Linked DNA regions of Mus musculus: region 1 is linked to region 2. A link is a contact called in public promoter capture Hi-C data. All regions are on one chromosome and are shown on one strand. Each heading gives the region's core, a stretch centred on a gene start, on an enhancer-like site or on the middle of the called end of the contact. The rest is flanking DNA. Distances are from core to core; before and after follow the strand shown. Region 1 holds the start of Smpdl3a (sphingomyelin phosphodiesterase, acid-like 3A). Region 2 holds the start of Msl3l2 (MSL3 like 2).

What was found. Capture Hi-C pulls out chosen DNA fragments and counts their contacts.
Region 1: a contact with region 2 is called in a promoter capture Hi-C map of liver, with 2.9 times the contacts expected there. The contact joins the promoter of Smpdl3a here to the promoter of Msl3l2 in region 2. A contact is called at or near these places in 5 of 39 promoter capture datasets (cranial neural crest, hippocampal neurons, liver and 1 more), 1 of 115 datasets of contacts at active chromatin or transcription factors (astrocytes) and 2 of 9 other capture datasets (adipose tissue and liver).

What each region holds. Positions count from the first base shown.
Region 1 is chr10:57,790,570-57,796,235 of GRCm38.p6, reverse strand. It overlaps Smpdl3a (sphingomyelin phosphodiesterase, acid-like 3A), which reads right to left and starts at 1,692. Exons shown (of 8, transcript NM_020561.2): 1 at 1,452-1,692. The coding sequence starts at 1,554.
Region 2 is chr10:56,103,955-56,109,156 of GRCm38.p6, reverse strand. Msl3l2 (MSL3 like 2) reads right to left here and starts at 2,240. Exons shown (of 2, transcript NM_001163833.1): 1 at 2,128-2,240. All of the region lies in intron 22 of Tbc1d32 (TBC1 domain family, member 32), which reads left to right.

The sequences.
Region 1 (5,666 bases), core at 443-2,942, 1.7 Mb before region 2:
TGGAGGGAAGTGCAAAGGGGCCAGGGGGAGAGAGGCCTTCTAGTCAAGTGGAAAGCAGGTAAAATAATCCATGCAATGTGAAACCAGAGTCAACAGGTCTGGTTATTCTCTCTCCCTCCCGCTACCAAAACAGGAAGGTATCAGAAGGAGAGTCACATGATCACGGGCAAAGTTTTATGACTTCTTTCAGCAATTAATTCATTAAAACCAAAGGCGAATTTACCTGTGGTGCAGCCTGAGACATTTCCAGGTCAAAATCCGGAGCAGTCACAAATTTAAAATAGCACAATTCCAGCAATATAAAAACACGAGGCAGCCACATATGTACACATTCTGGGGGCTATTTCTGTTACAGGTGTTATTTGCCAGAGTTGACAAACCGGACATACAGCTGTGGCTTGCAAAAGCTTGACAGCTAAGTCAGGTGTACTTCACTCATAAGCAAGGAGAAGGGATTCCCTGGACCCCATTCAGGGAAGTCCTGTGCAGATCAGAGGCAGGCATGGAGAGGAGGCAGACAGCAGGAGAGTTTCAGTTCTGAGCACAGGTGAAAGTCTCAAGGATAGCTCTCTCTGCAAATCAAAACAAACCCCCCAACTAGAGCAATTATTTTTAAACGGAGCTAGGGAGATGGGGGAGGGGAGCGTCACCTTAAGTTTTAAAACCCAGAAGGCAACCTACAGTCTTACTAAACATTCAGTCTGGACGGGGATTTTCTAATTTGAGAGGGATGAAGAGTGTTAAACTGTGCCCAGGAATCCATTCCCACCGGTCTGGATCCAGTAATTTTGGAGTGGGGCTTAACTTACCGATTTTTTTTTTTCCCACCAAGTTTGGCAGCTGCTACTGCTGGGTGGAAGGAGACTGAGGGGGCAGGGCAGGGCAGGGCAGGCCAAGATTGCAGAAACAGAGTAATAGGCTCCCGGTAAACAGAACACACCACAAACGCAAGACCCCAAGTGCACCAAGGGCTGCGGAAGGGCTCAGGGGTTTTATGTTAAGAACGAAAGAGACCAGACGCCTCGGAGACCTGAAGAGGCAGAATTAGGCTCCGACGTCACTGAGCAGAACAGAATAGGACTGAAGCTACATCCAGGTGTAGGGACCCTGTAGGTCCTCCTCTGCTCTGGGCAGACTAGGTGACTCCGGGAATGCCCACAGCCAATTCTGAGCGGCATTTCCCACCAGACAACAGCTTCAGACTTTCCTCCCCTGGGAACTAAACCACCCAGACCCGGGATGTAAACAAACGCCCAGCAGGCGGCTCGGCTCCATACTGGCGCCCACGGGGCGCCCCCACCATGACTCAGACCCAGTGACCTTGCTGTCTGGCCTTTGGCCACAGTGACCAGTGTGGCGGCGTCCTGTGCCCCGCTGCCTACGCACCCGGCACCTTCATGACTTCGCCGACCCCCTCCACCGTCCTGTGCAGTCCCGATCGGTCCACTCACCCACAGCTGGGGCGCGATCCGCCGGCGCCAGGGGCACCCCGAGCCCCGGGCCGCAGAGCCAGGCAACCAGTAGGCAGCAAAGGAAGTTGCCCAGCAACGCCATGGTGGAGGCCACTGCCCCAGGACGCTAGACTGGAGCTTGGGCGCCGCTGAGACCCGCAGGCCCTAGGGGTGGAGAGGAAGCCAGAGCCTTTCCTTGTGTTGACGCCCAGCAAGCAGATCACGTGTAATATTAGATTCCCCTGAGCACGAGTTCTTCTGACCTTCTGGACTCCTTTATTTTAATATGCTTCCTTAATTTCTTAGGTCAATGGGAAACAATGTTCTTGCTCCAACCCCGTATTGTTTCCTTCCCTGAACCCCAGGAGCGCCTACCTGACAGGGCCATTTAGCAGAGGTACTTGAAAAGGCAGGAGAACCCTGAATCATAGTTAAGACAAACGAGTACAAGAATGGGTTTGGATTTCCTCAATGGTTTCGCTACCTGGGATTTATGACAGAAATGTAAACTCCCAAGCCTCAGGCCACCGCTGATAAATGAACAGATTAGCTGGGCTGGCCATGTGTGGCTTCATAGTACTCCAAGGTGATAGATAGGTGGAGTCGGCAAACTATGTCCCAGGTTCACCAGGCTGAACGTTTTCCTTTCCACAACTGAGTTAAGCACGTCCTCATGCAACCTACCTGGTAAATACAAATAGAGACTGTTGATTTTTCTATTCCAAAAGTTTTATAAGTATTGGCAAAGACACCAAAACCCACAGACTGTGTGTAATATGTATTCTTTGTTCTCTCTCTAGGAATTTATGAGAATGCGCTCTCTTTATAATATAGCCAACAACTTTAATTTATAAAACGTAGGGTGTCTTTGGAGAAGAGCAAACCTTTGAGAGATGCTGACCTCATAAAAGATGTGAGCTGTGGCGTCTTGAGGAAGCCGTGCTGTGTTAAAAGGTCCTGACAAAATACTATGCTTTAGCTGAGTTCAAGGTACTTATTATGGGAAGATGGGTGTTTTAGGTGGACACCCACATTGTCTTGGGATACCATGGCCTCTTTAATACTCAAATGCCTTAATTTGTGTATCTAGCATACCATTTTCATGATTAAAAGAGTATCTCTGTCACTAAGCTTAAATGGTTTTTCAATATCCTCCAACTATAGAATTAAGAATACTACATTGAAACTTTATAGTTTACCTACTTAGATTTACATTCTTTGTAATAGGAACATATCTGGTAAGTGTATTGATTTATTATTTTCTTTGTTCTATAACTGTAAGTTTCTGTAACCTATTCCATGTTGAAACAGTCATTTAGAGAAACCAGGATCTGTGTTCTTAGCCTAGGATCACACATATTTGGCTTAGGATACATTATTTTTGTATTTTCTTTAGGTACTTTTACCATTATATTTTACAAATATATTTATTTTCCATCAGAGGAAAAAAACTTTGTTTTATATCTGCATGATTTAGACATTATATCTTGTGAATAAATTTTTTTTAATGGACACTAAGTTTCCTTTCAGATCCTGGTAGACTCCTCCAAGTTTTGCTACATCATTGGGGTGATTCAGAGCAGTTCAAGAACCATGCATGCTTCCCTGCAACAGACATGGTCACTTCTGCAATTTCTCAGTCTACAGTCTAAAGAGTACAGGGAAAGTAAAGCCGGGAAATGGTGGTGAGCTTGAAATGCAGAAATGGATCAGCAAGATAGCAAGAGCTTGAACATTTTAAAAGAAAGTGAACTAATGATCAGAATACCAGTTTTGCTCATTATAACTGTGATCCAACCAGAGATGATCATTCAGACACAGTTGAGAGCCGATTGCAAGCCAGCTGGCTGGAACTATGTTCAAGTGTTCGGGATGTAAGCTTATTCAGAGCAAGTCTTTTAAAGAGAAAAACCATATCCTGGTATCTCACTTTGCATTGGCAGAGGTAGGTTTGCACAAGCAAGCTGTTTAGCAGAAGCGATAAGTTAGCTGCAGCATCTTGGCCTTTGGTCCTACAATAGAGTCGGGTAAATTCCCAGTGGATTCTCCATTAAAGAGATCAAATTCTAGTTAAGCCTGAAATGGCCTCAGTAAGAATACAAGATAGAGGAACATCTGCAGTGTCTTGCCTTGTCAAACATTATTTTTCAACTTCTAAGACATGTTATAGGAAGTAAATTGGTTGTGAAATAACTTCAGTTAAGACAAAATATGAAGCACACACATTGTGAAACCTTTAAAATGCTTGAGAACATAAACTGATAATGTTTTAAGTGAGCAATGGAAGCCACAGCCTCCTTTCTACTCACTAAGAAGAAGCTCAAGGCTTCAGTGTTCCACACGCTGATATACCTGCAGTGTAAGCCTACTCCTGTAGGTCTTCAGCCCCCATGCATTTGTCTTTATCTGAACCAGGGAAAATGTGAGATAAAAGCCCCAAAAATAAATAAATAAATAAGTAAATAAATTTTGATGACTGTCAGTGGTTCATCTCTGTTGTAATGAACCATGAAACTAGTTTTATTGTTGTGAAGAGACATCGAGGCAATGGCAACACATATAACAGAAAACATTTCACTGGTGTTTGCTTATAGTTTCAGAAATTTAGTCCATTCTCATCAAGTGTGCATGTAGAAATGCTACCAAAGAAGTAGCTGAGAATTCTACATCTGTATCTGCGGGCAACATGAACAGAGAGAGCAGCTGGATCTGGCTTGGGCTTCTGAAACCTCAAAGCCCACCCACAATGACACACTTCATCCAACAAGACCACACCTTCTAATCCTTCCAAATAGTGCCACTTTATAAGCATTATGAATTTATGGGGGCTATTAATATTAAAACCACTATAGAAGGTAAAGTTTTCTTTTCTAGATTATAGTCCATCATTAAGAGAAGTCAGGTCAAGAACTCAAGATGGAGCTTGATGCAGAAACATAAAGAGTGATTCTGGCTCTTGCATACACTTACTCTTAGTGAGCTTTCTTATAGAGCTCAAGTCCACAGGCCCAGGGAATGGAGTCACCCATAGTGGGCTGCATCTTCCTTTATCACTTAACAACAAAGACCCCATATACATTAACATTGGCCAATCTGATTTGGGCAATCTCTCAATTAGGCTCTTCTTCTCAAGGGAACCTAAACAATGCTAAGTTGTCAGTTAATGCTAACCAGTACAGTGGTCTATGAGTGGATTTTATACAAAAACTTTTAGGTTAGTTTACAAATTTGAGAACTTTGAATTTCAAAAGTGTTGTTTCCTCAATCTCTTGGTCAATTTGTCCTTGGTCTTGGGAAATATCCCCTTTCCTTTAACAATGTGACAAGGGAGTGAGCTGATAGTTGTTATATCTACAGACTATTAAGTGAAATAGAATTTGGTTTTGTCACATGAAACTCAAGATAAACGAAGACCAAAGTGTGGTCACTTTGCCCCTTCTTAGAATTGAGAACAAAACACCCATGGAAGGAGTTACAGAGACAAAGTTTGAAGCTAGGATGAAAGGATGAACCATCCAGAGACTGCCCCACCTGGGGGTCCATCCCATAATCAGCCACCAAACGCAGACACTATTGCATATGCCCGCAAGATTTTGCTGAAGGGACCCTGATATAGCTGTCTGTTGTGAGGCCAAGCCAGTGCCTGGCAAACACAGAAGTGGATGCTTACAGTCAGCTATTGGATGGAACACAGGGCCTCCAGTGTAGGAGCTAGAGAAAGTACCCAAGGAGCTGAAGGGGTCTGCAACCCTATAGGTGGAACAACAATATGAACTAACCAGTACCCCCAGAGCTCGTGTCTCTAGCTGCATATGTATCAGAAGATGGCCTAGCCAGCCATCGTTGGGAAGAGAGGTCCCTTGGTCTTGCAAACTTTATATGCCTCAGTACAGGGGAACACCAGGGCCAAGAAGTGGGAGTGGTTGGGTAGGGGGGTGGGGGGATATGGGGGACTTTTGGGATAGCATTTGAGATGTAAATGAAGAAAATACCTAATTTAAAAAATTTAGTAAATTCAAAAAAAAAAAAAAGAATTTGGTTTTGTGATGGTTTGTATATGCTTGGCTCAGGGAGAGGCACTATTAGAAAGTGTGGCCTTGTTGGAGTAGGTGTGTCACTGTGGGTGTGTGTTTAAGACCTTCATCCTAGCTGCCTGGAAGCCAGTCTTCTCCTAGCTGCCTTCAGATGGAGGTGTAGAATTCTCAATTCCTCTTG
Region 2 (5,202 bases), core at 991-3,490:
CATGAAGTTCTAGGAGCTGTGCACTGGTTCTAATTTAAATGATGTCATTTTGGAACAATCCCCTAAGGTAGTTATTTTCAGGATCCTTTAGAAAATAGCTAATGTAAATAGGGCACAAAGTAAGCTATTGACTTCAGATATTAGTAATTTGTACAGCTGGAATTTGAATCTGGTCTCTTTGATTCCAGAGACTACAATGCCTAATGCATTCATTGCCGAGGTTCCACATACCATTATCCAGGTTACACACATACACACACACACCCCACACACCACTGTATTAATGACTGTTCTCATTGAATGACATAACAAACACCTAATAGAAGTAAAGGGTTTAGGCTGGCCCAGTTTGAAGGCAGCCTGCCGTGGTGGAGAAGGCATGGCAGCAGGACTGTGGCACAGTGGTAGCTGCTTACATTGCTTCAGCACTCTGGAAGCAAAGTGATGGAGACTCTATTCAGTTCCTGTCTACTTTTTTAGGTAGTGTTGGAATCTAATCTAAGGAACCGCACAGTCTACATTTCAGGTGGGTTTTCCCACCCAAGCCAGTCTCAAAAATCCTTTATAGACCCGTCCAGAAGTTTGTCTCCTATGTGTTTTTGGAACCTGTTGCATTCATAGTCAACTTAACTACCATAGCATAGCTACTGTCCTATTTCCTGGATCCCTCTGTTGCTTTGATGGAGCCATTTTCTAGATAAGAAAGGCCCTAAAGATAAATGCATTAGCACTTTAGTGGGGTGGTAGGGGAGCACTCATACATAACTTTTTGGATTTACAAGAGTATAGGAATACTAAAGATTAGAGACCTCTCAACAAGAAGCTGCATTGAAATCAGTTCAATCCTTGTTAGTTTGTCTTCAGAGTCCCTGAAGCCTCTACCTCAGCCTGGCAGCTGTGGACTTCCACAGTTTGGCAAGCTCACTTTTGAGAAATACTGAGGTAAGGATTCTCAAAACTATAGAGTGATTTCTTTTCCCTCCCATATTTATTTTTTCTAGAATTCCTAAAATCACTTCTTTGCTTAGTTTTTTCAAATGGGGTCTGGAAATAATTTGTATCAAGAGTATTGTCACAAAGATATAGTATCTTTAATAGTAATGTCTAATATTTACAGTAATTCTTGTCAGGCATCACCAAGTACTTTAGCTTTAGTCTTGTAAGCCTGAGAGAACTAAAATCCTCCAATGAAACACTGTCTCACCTACAGTTTAAGTAAGTAGTTTATCAAAAAGTCTTTAACTGTTGTCCCATAGCTGGTGAATTCCAGTTTTTCCCAAGTTCACTTGTAATCTCTTCCTATATGTAAACATGTAGTCTAAATCACAAAATCAGTAAGTACCTTAGATGAGAAAGGAAGTACAGATGGCAAAAAAATCTAATGATTATTATAGAGTTTATACTTTACAGAGACAAGCATGCCTGGTACAATTATCTATCATTATTATTACTACTACTACTATTATTGGTTAAGATTTGTTTGTTTATTTATTTCATTCACACCAGAAGAGAGAATCAAATTATATTACAGATGGTTGTGAGCCACCATGTGGTTGCTGGGAACTGAACTCCGGACCTCTGGAAGAGCAGCCAGTGCTCTTAACCACTGAGCCATCTCTCCAGCCCAGCTGGAAAATTCTCCCGTCTACTGTGAAGTTTGAACTGGTATCTTTAACTTCCCTACATTATATCTACTTTTGTTTCCTATTCAGTCTCAGCTGCTTATAGGCTTCTGTGTCTAAGGCTGTATTTTGTGGGGTTTGAGCCCCCCACTATGCTGCATTAATCTTGTGTTGGTTTTGGGTGCTAGATGGGTGTTCTCAGGACTTGCTAAGGGGGTTCTCTAGACCCTAGCTTACTCTTGGTGGCATAGTTCCCTATAGCCAACAATTCCCTTATTGTTCAGTGCTATGAGATGTGGAAATGTGGCAAAATACCTCTAACATATGCCTCTAGAATACCTCTCCAGACACTTTGTCCCATGAGACGTATTTAGAGAACCACAGTCTATGTCTGCTTAGCCCAGAGAGGGCATTGACAACTAATTATGGGATGGAAATCCAGAATCCAGTGCTGGTCAGTGGGGTCAGGGAAGCTCAAAAGCAGCTGCATCTCTGAAAAGCTTACCTCATCAAGGTGGGGATTCAGGAAAACTGCAACCGAACTGCTCGCTGTGGGAATCCTAGCCAACCGTGCAATCCTTTCTCACCCCGCAGTTTTCGACTGCTTTTGAAGCCCAGGAGGAGAGGGGGTGGGGACCTTGAGAATCTTGCTAGTTTCAGTTTTCACCGGATTTGTCTGGTTTACTTCCCGACTCTCTAGCGCCCCCTCCCTCCAGGAGAAGATGTTTCAACTTGGAGGAAATGGCTACAGCCCAACGGGTGGCACTGCCTCCAGAGACTAGGGCCCTCCCACATCAAACATCAATCAAGAGAATGCTTGACAGGCTTGTCCTTTGGCTAATCCGCTGAAGACATTTTCACAATTAGGGGTTTCCTCCTCCAAAATGGCTATAGTTGATACTGAGTTGACGCTAGCCAACACAGCAGCAGGAAGGACAGTGGTCTTCGTAGGCCCTGCTTCCAGCCTTTAAGACCCGAGCCCCCCCACCCCCACCCACCCACCCACACACTTTTTCCCACAGCTCCAGGCTTCTAGGCGATCTGCAGTTCCTGACAGGCAGACTTACTGCGATGCTCTCTCAGATGATGCGTCTACATCCCAAGACGTATTTGAGCTATAAACACTTCCCAGAACTATAACACGAGTATCCTGCATCTACTGAGTGCAAACCTGTTTCATTTAAATCCTTCGTGGTGATCTATTTTTACGTTGCTTCATCCCGTTTAAAGGCTGGTAATACCGAGTTTACAGAGTACTTCATATGTATCCTCTCTGCTGTCTGCTCCCTCGCTTCTTGAAGACAGCGGGGGCAAGAGAGAACCTGTCAGAAATAGAAGTGAATCTTCAATTATTCGGGCACGTTACACTCAGCTATCAAAGAAAGTGGCACTTTTGTAAAATAAGGTTAAACTGACCCAAAGAACACAGTAAATTTTATGAACATATGAATTATATGTGCAGCGTAATCTCTAGTTTATGTGAAATTTTCTCTAGCTACAGAAGAAAAAAATGACTAAGTCTGGCTTATAGATGGTATTATGTGCTACACCTGCAGTTACTGATCTTTTGACCATGGATATCTAAAAGAGGGGATTTTAAAGTACACTGTCTACTTATTTGCTTTGTCTGGAAAGATAAGCATTTAGGTATTGATTTTTATAGCTTTATGGGCCTTGACTGATGAGTAGAAATAACGGCCAGGGGCTCAGGAAACAATCATCAGGAGATTTATTTTAGAAGATGGTTGAACAGAGCACTTCTCACTCTACTAGGAATCAGTGTATAATCAATGAGCACACAGGGGGATCTGATTAAATGAAATGGGTCACAGAACAGAACAAAAACCGTCATGAATCCAGAAAGGAACTGGTAGGGATACAGAAGGGTTGATAGAGAAGAGAGGGAGATAAGAAGGAATATTGGAGAGCTAGCTAGTAATTGCTTTATATCATATGCCCATACGATATTGTCATATAACAAAGTAAATGAAAAATATAAGGAGAAGACCAATAGAAAAGAGTAAATAAAGAGTTCTCTAAGAATAACCCTAGTTTTCTTGATGTCCTCACCTTATTTATTGGTGAGTTTTATGAAGCTGTTTGAAGTGTACCATGTGCTTTGCTGTATTTTACCTCCATACCTTCATATTTCTTCCTCTTCCCTCTCCTTCTAGTTGCCTTCCTTCATTCAGATTGTCTCATTGTCACATGCACACACAGGAAAGGGGGAGGGGGAAGGGGAATCTAAATAGAATCTAGGAACCACATGTAAGAAAACATTTTATACATTGTTTTTTTTTGGGTCTAGCTCATTTTGCTTAACATGATCTCTAGTTGATTCCATCTTCTTTCAAATGATGTAAATTCTTTGTTATGATGGCTGATTAAACCTCCACATTGTGTACTCATGCCACATGTTTGTCTCCTTGTGCATTTGTTTGCATGTGCCTATGCTGGCCTCATGACTTGAATGTTGTGAATGCTGCTGTCACTGCAGATGGGCAGGTATTGCTGTGGCTTGCTGAAGTTGAGTATGTTCCCTGGAGTAGGGCATCTAGATTTTGTGATGCTGTCTTTGCAGTTTTGTGAAGAACGTCCACACTGATTGCTGTACTGTCGGAATAATTTGTATTCCCACCAGCCAGGAATGAGTCCCCCCTTTTGTTCTCTGTGCCTTCAACATCCTTTACTCTTACTTAATTTCTGAACAACAGCAATCAGATTCATAGAATATTAATGCACTTTTGATTTACATTCCCCTGATGGCTAAGGATGTTGAATATTTCTTTATGACCTTTTTTTTTTAAGGAGTCTCAGGTTGTCTAGGCAGGACTGTCACTCCTGTAGTTGAGGGTGTCCTTGAACTGATCCTCCTGCGTCCATCTCCCAAGTTCTGGATTATGCCTGGTTGATGTGTAGCTGGAGGTCAAATTGAGGCAGGCACCCTACCAGCACAGATACAGCCCTGGCCTTTCTGTATTATTGGCTACTTTAAAAGCTTGTCATTTCATTTGCCTATTAATTTACTGGGTTGTTTGCTTTTTTTTTTTTTTTTTTTTTTAGTGTTGATTTTTTCAAGTTCTTATATATTTTATATATGATTTCTCTTGCAGATGTATAGCCACCAAAGATTTTGTACAGTTCTGTGGGTTATCAAGGAAACTTAGTTGTTTCCTTTTCTATGCAAAATCTGTTAAATTTTATGCAGTTTCATTTGTCAATGTTTGATATTGCTTTCTGTAGCTTTAGATTTTTTAAAACCTACTTTAGTAAGGGTTCTCAAATGTTTTGGCCCTCTTTCTAGCCCACCATCCAGTGGTAGGGGAGAAAAGTTGGTAAATAGGACTTTAGGGATGTAGACCTATTTAAAAGTAGTACTTTGGGGGTGCTTCCAATCCATTCTCAGGATACTGGAAATCTAGTTCAGTAGTGTCAGGTTACCAAGAGTCCAGTTCAGAAAGTGTCACCAAACATGAAAAAACAGTGGCGGCAGGGTCCAGCAGAAACAGCTAGGCTCCTGCTAGATCAGCACAAGTCATCAGGAGCAACCAGCTGGGATACCAGGAGAAGTTCTCTTCCA